Regions from separate parts of the Rattus norvegicus genome. Here region 1 is linked to region 2. The links are chromatin contacts, called in public Hi-C maps. All regions are on one chromosome and are shown on one strand. The core of a region is the stretch at or near the end of the contact, and the rest is flanking DNA. Distances in the headings are between cores, read along the strand shown.

What was found. Hi-C and Micro-C count contacts between places; a contact is called where the count stands out from the background.
Region 1: a Hi-C map of prefrontal cortex shows a contact between it and region 2, with 2.2 times the contacts expected there. The contact joins two enhancer-like sites. A contact is called at or near these places in 10 of 12 Hi-C or Micro-C datasets (the A7r5 cell line, the Rat2 cell line, Schwann cells and 5 more) and 1 of 1 datasets of contacts at active chromatin or transcription factors (oligodendrocytes).

Annotation. Positions count from the first base shown.
Region 1 is chr17:79,350,939-79,354,389 of GRCr8, reverse strand. No RefSeq gene overlaps it. Among named protein-coding and RNA genes, the nearest start is that of Fam107b, 97 kb to the left of the region's middle. Within about 2 kb of position 1,524, at least 46 of the 93 cell types and tissues checked have an H3K27ac peak or open chromatin away from gene starts, as enhancers often do. A contact at or near this core is called in prefrontal cortex, where this site is marked.
Region 2 is chr17:79,269,654-79,273,033 of GRCr8, reverse strand. No RefSeq gene overlaps it. Among named protein-coding and RNA genes, the nearest start is that of Fam107b, 180 kb to the left of the region's middle. Within about 2 kb of position 1,458, at least 8 of the 93 cell types and tissues checked have an H3K27ac peak or open chromatin away from gene starts, as enhancers often do. A contact at or near this core is called in prefrontal cortex, where this site is marked.

The sequences.
Region 1 (3,451 bases), core at 275-2,774, 81 kb before region 2:
CTCCTAGGTAATTCTAAACCAGATCCAATTAGCAATGAAAATTAAGGATTTCACTTTCCAAACGGGGGGGGGGGGTCTCATGAATTCAAACCACGTCTTGGTTCGAACCCTTGGTAGCTAGTAGAACCTGCAGTTATACTAGACTTTAACAGGTCCATATGGTGGAGGCGTGGCTCCCCTGTGTGGCACTATGGGGTGGTAGTTGAACCTTTAGGAAGAAGGGCCTAATGGAAAGTATTTTGCTCAGACCACTTAATACTTGATAGGTAGCCCAGGCTGGCCTTGAACGCAGAGCAGGTCTCTGTTCTCTTCAAGTGCTGGGATTACATGTGTGCACCAGAAGCCAGCCTCTAGTGGCAGTTGCTCAGGCCTCTTCAAAGGGGACAGACAGTAGGTGAGACCTCAGCTCCTTCCTCTTCCTTCTGCCTCTGCACCATAAGTAGATAGCTCTGTTCTTCCATGGGCTCCCTGCATGAGCCGGCAGCAATAGAATAGCCCAGTCCAAACCCCAAACCTAAATATATCTTTGTAAATAGATCTTTCCTTTCCTCTTCATAAATAGATCACCTCAGATATTTGTGATAATGACGGAAAGCCAACAGTGACCTCAGAGCCAGAATGATACCACTTCCCCCTCCTTTGTTAATCTTTGGGTCAGATGCATCTGGCCGGACCTGGTAACAGAAGATACTTTGCAAAGAATTTGAATGAATCGACAACCAAGAATCATCACCAGGAAGGAGGAACTGCTGTACCTGTCTTTGTTTACTTTTCCTAGCCGTGATGACAGCAAGCCCACATCCAGCCCAACAGAGAGCAGGACCAGGCAGGGTTTTCCAGGAACCTACTGAGAACTGGTATTTTGATTATATCTTCGTGTTCCAGACTTACTGAAATGGTTTTTAGTCCCTATGCTAAGGCCAAAGGCTTAATGGATGCTTTTAAAAACATCTATTATTTTTATTTCATACATTTGAGCATTTGCCTGCATACACGTATGGGTACCATATGCGTGCCTGGTGATGGCTGGGTCTAGAAGATGGTGTTGGATCCGGTGAAGCTGGAGTTACAGATGGTTGTGAGTCTCTTGATGGGGGTGCTCAGAACTGAACCCGGGTCCTCTCTGGAAGGGCAGCAGTTGCTCTTAACTACTGAGCACCTTATAGGTGCTGAATAATACCTCTAATCATGTGACACTTTGCCCAAGTCTTCTTTAAATTAGTATGTTTGGTTATACTTAACTCATTCTCAATTTTCCTAGTTATCCAGGAAGGGAAAAAAATCCCACTTGCTACTTTTAACAATTAGATGAATATTATCCTTCAAATATTAAAATGAATATTATAACATTCACAGAGTCAGAGATAAATCTGGGAGTGAACAGCGGCAGTGGACGGCAGAAAAGTGTCTCGACACTAGAGGTCCCTCTCTTCTTGAGATCGAACGGCCCAGTCTGGGCTCTTAGCCAGCTTCAGTGGCTTCTGGCTGGGAACAGAAAGTGAGGAGCAAAGGAAATCTGAACCAGAGAATTCTTTGTGGCATTGCAAATTAGATCTCCGGCAGCACAGGCCTGCATCACTGAGCCCTGGCTCGCCCACAAAGAGTATTTTCTCTCCCAAACTCCCAGGCCCAGTTCCATTTTGTTCTATTTCTATCTGCTTCTTAATTTAGCCATGTGACTGCATTCAAACCCTTTTATCTCGTCCCCATCTGGAAGGCAATCTGGGTTGGTCCTGAATTTTTATTCCCGTGGAATAGAAGAGAGTGATGGAGTCCCCACTGCCCCTCAGAGAGTCACCAGAGATGCCAAACGAACTAAAGGATTTCACAGGTCAGGTTCAGGCTGCACGGTGGCCAGGGCTCATGGCAGACAGGAAGAAGCTTGACATTCATTTGCACCCAGCAAGTCAGAGAAAAAAGGGCTTAGATGAAGTCTGCTGTTTTTCCAGCAAAGGTCGGTGTCTGGAAGGCAAAGAAATGAGGAGACAGACACGTGACAGGGCAGAGCTTGCTATTAAAACAATGTCCACCTATACTAGGAAGGAAATGGAAAGATCAAATAAGGGAGTGAAGCTCGCGTCTTTGTCTTGGTGGTGGCACACTGGTGAAGAAGGGGACACAGAGGGTGACAGGCTCTTTGGAAGTTTCCACGATGCTCATGGTTTAATGTTGTATGAAATTTTAGCCTCATTGTGGAGTCTAGATAGAGCCTGATCCTTTCTCTGTGTCTGTCTCCCAGGGCCTTCTCTTCTCTTCTGCAGACACACATCCCTCAGCATCCTTTGTGACCTGGGGGTGAAGCTGGAAACAGCACTGAACACTCTGTAGTGACCAGAAGTGGTGTGTGTGTGTGTGTGTGTGTGTGTGTGTGTGTGTGTGTGTGTGTGTGCGCGCGCAAGCACTCACACAAGGCTCATGATGACTCTGGAAGGAGGTCCAGACAATTTAATCAAAACAAAGTTAGAGTCAAGAAATGGGATCATGGACTCTTCAGACTAGGAGACCCTTCCTTAGCCTTGGAAGTTCCTTTCTACACAGTGCTAAGTTCAACCTGAGAAAGACCAGTTCAGGGCTCATGGCCTACATGCAAGAGCTATGATTAGTGTTTCTTATGTCTCTGTCCCCAGTTCCTTCGTTGTCTGTTACCCCGTCCAGTGTTGTTTGGGTTCCAGCTTTTCTTTTTTTTTTTTTGGTTCTTTTTTTTTTTTTTCGGAGCTGGGGACCGAACCCAGGGCCTTGCGCCTTGCGCTTCCTAGGCAAGCGCTCTACCAACTGAGCTAAATCCCCAACCCCCTTGGGTTCCAGCTTTTCTAAACGCAGGAATCTCCTGAGAGTATCCTAAACAAAATGGCTGCTCTCACATGCGGCGGACACAGCCCTGATGATTTCTACCAAATTCAGTGGCTTTGAATCTGCCACTCATTGCGTTTAGCAAGGGAAATCTGAGCCTGAAAACGCTTCTTCAGTGTGAGCCATCTGCCTGTGGAGAGGTTGGACCCAGTTTAGGAGAGACAGAACATTATGCAAATCATCGGTGCAATCTGACATTCACCATTTAACTGACTCATTCCAGAGTGGATTCTATAAAGAAGGAAGGCTACAGGCAGCTGGCTACCTGTGCTGGATGTGTGTCAGGTGTGTGCTGTGTTCAGATATGAGGGGGGCAAGAACGGGTATCCATCTTGTTTTATGCGCTAGGGTCCGTCTCTCAGGTTTGGAGCTCCCCAAGTAGGCTAGACTTGGTTACCCGGTGAACACAAGGTATCCTGTTGTCTCCTCTTTACCACTGCTGTGATTATAAACATGGCTACTGCAGTTTTTGTTTGTTTTGTTCTGTTTGTTAAACATCTGTTCTGGGGACTTAATTCAGGCTCTTGGCTCTTGTACTTGTGTGCTAAGCCATTTACTGAGGGAGCTATTTCTCCAGCCCGTGACCAAACAGTGGTCATGC
Region 2 (3,380 bases), core at 209-2,708:
AAGCACACACAGCCCATATGTTCATCTCTTACCCACTTGAGCCTGGTATATAAGGGAGGAGTACATTGAAGAAAATGCTAACCAAAATGCTGTCCCTCAGACAGTCATAACATGTCCACCTTAGAGAGCTGTCTCTGTGAAACACTAGCCTTTCTTCTCCCAAATGCGGCAAGGATTATCCACTATTTCTGCTGCCCGTGGGACCGGTGGGGACAGTATCTTCATGTGCATGGATTTCCAGCTGACTTCTTTGATAAGCAGGCAGGTCAAGTCTCTTGTGGGACTAAATCCCTGCATTCCTGTGGTCACTTATTGAACAAATCTCTGGAGCCTTCAATGTCCTGGGCACTGCATTAGTGTGTGATATGGGAACATGATGAAGAACTTAGGGAGCAAAGTAAATTGTGTGTGTGTGTGTGTGTGTGTGTGTGTGTGCGTGTGAGTGTGTGTGTGTGTGTGTGTGTGTGTATCACATATATGTATAATACACATACAGATGGATGTGAGGAACTACCAGGAGAGAGGTGAACATTCCAATGGAAAGAATGTTAAGTGCTTCTTAGGACAGGATGGTTAGACAAGAGCTCAGCGAGAGAAACTCCCGGAGACTGTGAGCCATGTGGTCTTAAGGATGGGAAGTCTTCCAGACAGGGAGCTCAGCACATGTAAGGCCAGAGGCAAGATTCTGACAATCTGGGAACAGCTGAGAAGCCTGAGGTGGCAGAATGGAGGCAGGAGAAGAATCCAGTTGTTTGTCATCGAGGGGAACCAGGGAAAGATTTTGATGAGAGTGGCCACAGGTCTGCCTCACTGGAAAAGGATCACTGCTGCCACTGTGTTTGGGATGAAAATCAATGAAGGATGTGTTGATCTGGTGGCAGCTGATGGCCACGGTCCAGAGGGAAGGACAGTGGGTTGTTGGAAAGTGAGAAACGTGAATAAAGCATTGAGGGACCATGAAAACAAGCATTCCTTTCTTCATAACTCTGCCTCAAAATTGTCTCTTTAATACACATGTTCTGGTACCATCTGAAGCCCAATGGAAGGGTCACCCTTTTACCGCTATGTTAATGTACTTAGTCTTCTCTCTGGACCAGCAGCGGCCCTGTGTGCCTTGGTCCATGAGTGGTAGGCACCTTGGTGACTTTGGCAGGGACTGGTGGGCCCTGTAGCTGCTTCGTAGCAGATCGAAGTATTGACCTCTTTCTGATCCTTGGTGGTTCTGACCTGTGTGGATTTGAACAGGTTCCTAAGCCTGTTCCTAGCCTTTGTGGGATCAAGGACCAGTCAGTTCAGGCGCTTGCTTGGAGTGGTGATGGGAACTTTAATCCCAGAGACAGAGATCTGGTTGGCACAGAAGGACTCTGGTGTCCTGCTTCCAGGCCCAGCTTTGGTCTATTTGCTGAGGTCCAGAGAGACTATTTCTGCCTGTCCCCTCCTCCATAGGGATGGAGCCACAGATGGTCCCACAGTTTAATCTGCTGCAATGTTTTCAAAGCTCTCTCAGCCGAGAGAGTGTGAAGCCAGTCTCCTGCTTCCAGAAAAGTGTCTCCAATGTGAGAAATTTGTCATTTTGTCTCTAACTCCGTGCAAAGCTTGTCAGCTGCAGACCCGAAGCAGAAATGGCCTTTTGGTAAATGCCAGGCAGTCACTGGGCTGAAATGCCTTGCGTTTGTAAGAAAGGGCTAAGCTTCAATGATTTCTCCCTGGTCCCTCCCTAAGTCACAGCCAAGGTGACAGAACAGTCCAATGACAATGAGCTAACTTGTCCCAAATATCTTCCTGGTTTATTTCCTTAGAAAAGATTGCCTTTTACAAGAAGAGACTCCTGGAAGGTACCCTTCTTCACACTGGGGGTTCTTTTCAGAGTTTAAGAATGCCAAGTCACAATAGCTACTCAGTGACAAATGTATGCACCCTTTTAGACAGAGATTTCATTTTGGGGGCATATTTTAGCTTCATTTCCCTGAATATGATATCAGCAGCATTGTCTGTGGTAATGATGAGTGGATGTGTCACAAGGGGCAATGACATATCCCCGCACAGTGGGGTGCAGTGCCATTGGGGAAGGGGAACGAGGGTGCTCCCTTTTCTGACATGCGAGGGTTGGTAGATGATGATGCTCGCTGAGAGTGTAAAAGCACACGGGGAGCAGAAGGATCTAACTTTAGCAGAGGGCCCAGAGGGAAGGAAGCATACATTCCTATCTGTTTGCATATGCATCAGCTCCGGGAGCAAGAAAAGATGCTAATAAAAAGTATTTGTTTGGGAGCTAAGAGATAGCCCACTTGGTAAAGTACTTACCATGCAAATGTGAATTAGGATGTGAGTTAAACGTCCCTGTTGAAAACCCAGTGTGGCCGCACACTTGCACACCCAGGTTGAAGACATAGGAACAGGCAAATTCCCAGGCCCTACTCAGCAGCCAATATAGCCTATTTGAGGATCTCTAAGTCCCAGTGAGAGACTCAGTCTCAAAAATAAAAACAAAAACAAAAAACGATGGCTGGGGAGATTTCTTAGCTGGTAGAGAACTTGCTATGCAAGAGTGAGAATCAAAAGTTAAGAACCCAGTAAGAGCTGGGTGGGGTGGTGACCTGCCTATGATACTAGTGTAAATGAGGAAGAGGCAGGGTGTCCCTGCACAGGCTGGCTGGCCAAAGCACACACGCTGGTGAGCTCTGGGTTACAGTGAGAAACCTGGATCAGTGTGCAAGGTGCGGAGTAATTGAAGATAACACATGACATTAGCCCCTGGCTCACACACACACACACACACACACACACACACAGACACACACATACACACTAACACATACACACTTATGAATGTGTTCCCCCCCACATTTGTACCCTCACGCTGATACAGACATATACACACAAATGCAAACATAAGTAAAATACAATGTGCCCCATTCCTAAGCCTATACTTGAGTCTAATCTCTGACCCCCCATACACATGCACACACACATGAATGTGCACACACATGTATATGCACATACATTATCATGTATGATGCCTGCACACACTTTTCCACCTCCCCCCAGAAGGCTCCTTTCAGGAACAATATAGAATGAATGACACATGAATGCAAAAACCCTAGGTGCATTTCTTTCTTAGGGCTTTAATATCAGAGCCCTATAAATTATATTAGTTCACAAAATGCGTTTCAAAACCAAAGAGGCATCCGATCATGTCTAGACCTCAGCGATGAACTGCTTGGCTCTTGCCAGCAGAGAGCTGCAAAGAGTTTGTGTTGTCCTGGAGTTTTTCAACCCCTTTCTGTGCTAGGTAGGGACTGAGAGGTGCTCTGCAGGGAGGGATGAGGTTGACCAGGAGTAGTCGGGAGCCACTTGCAGCCCATCAGGGGAGAACAGGA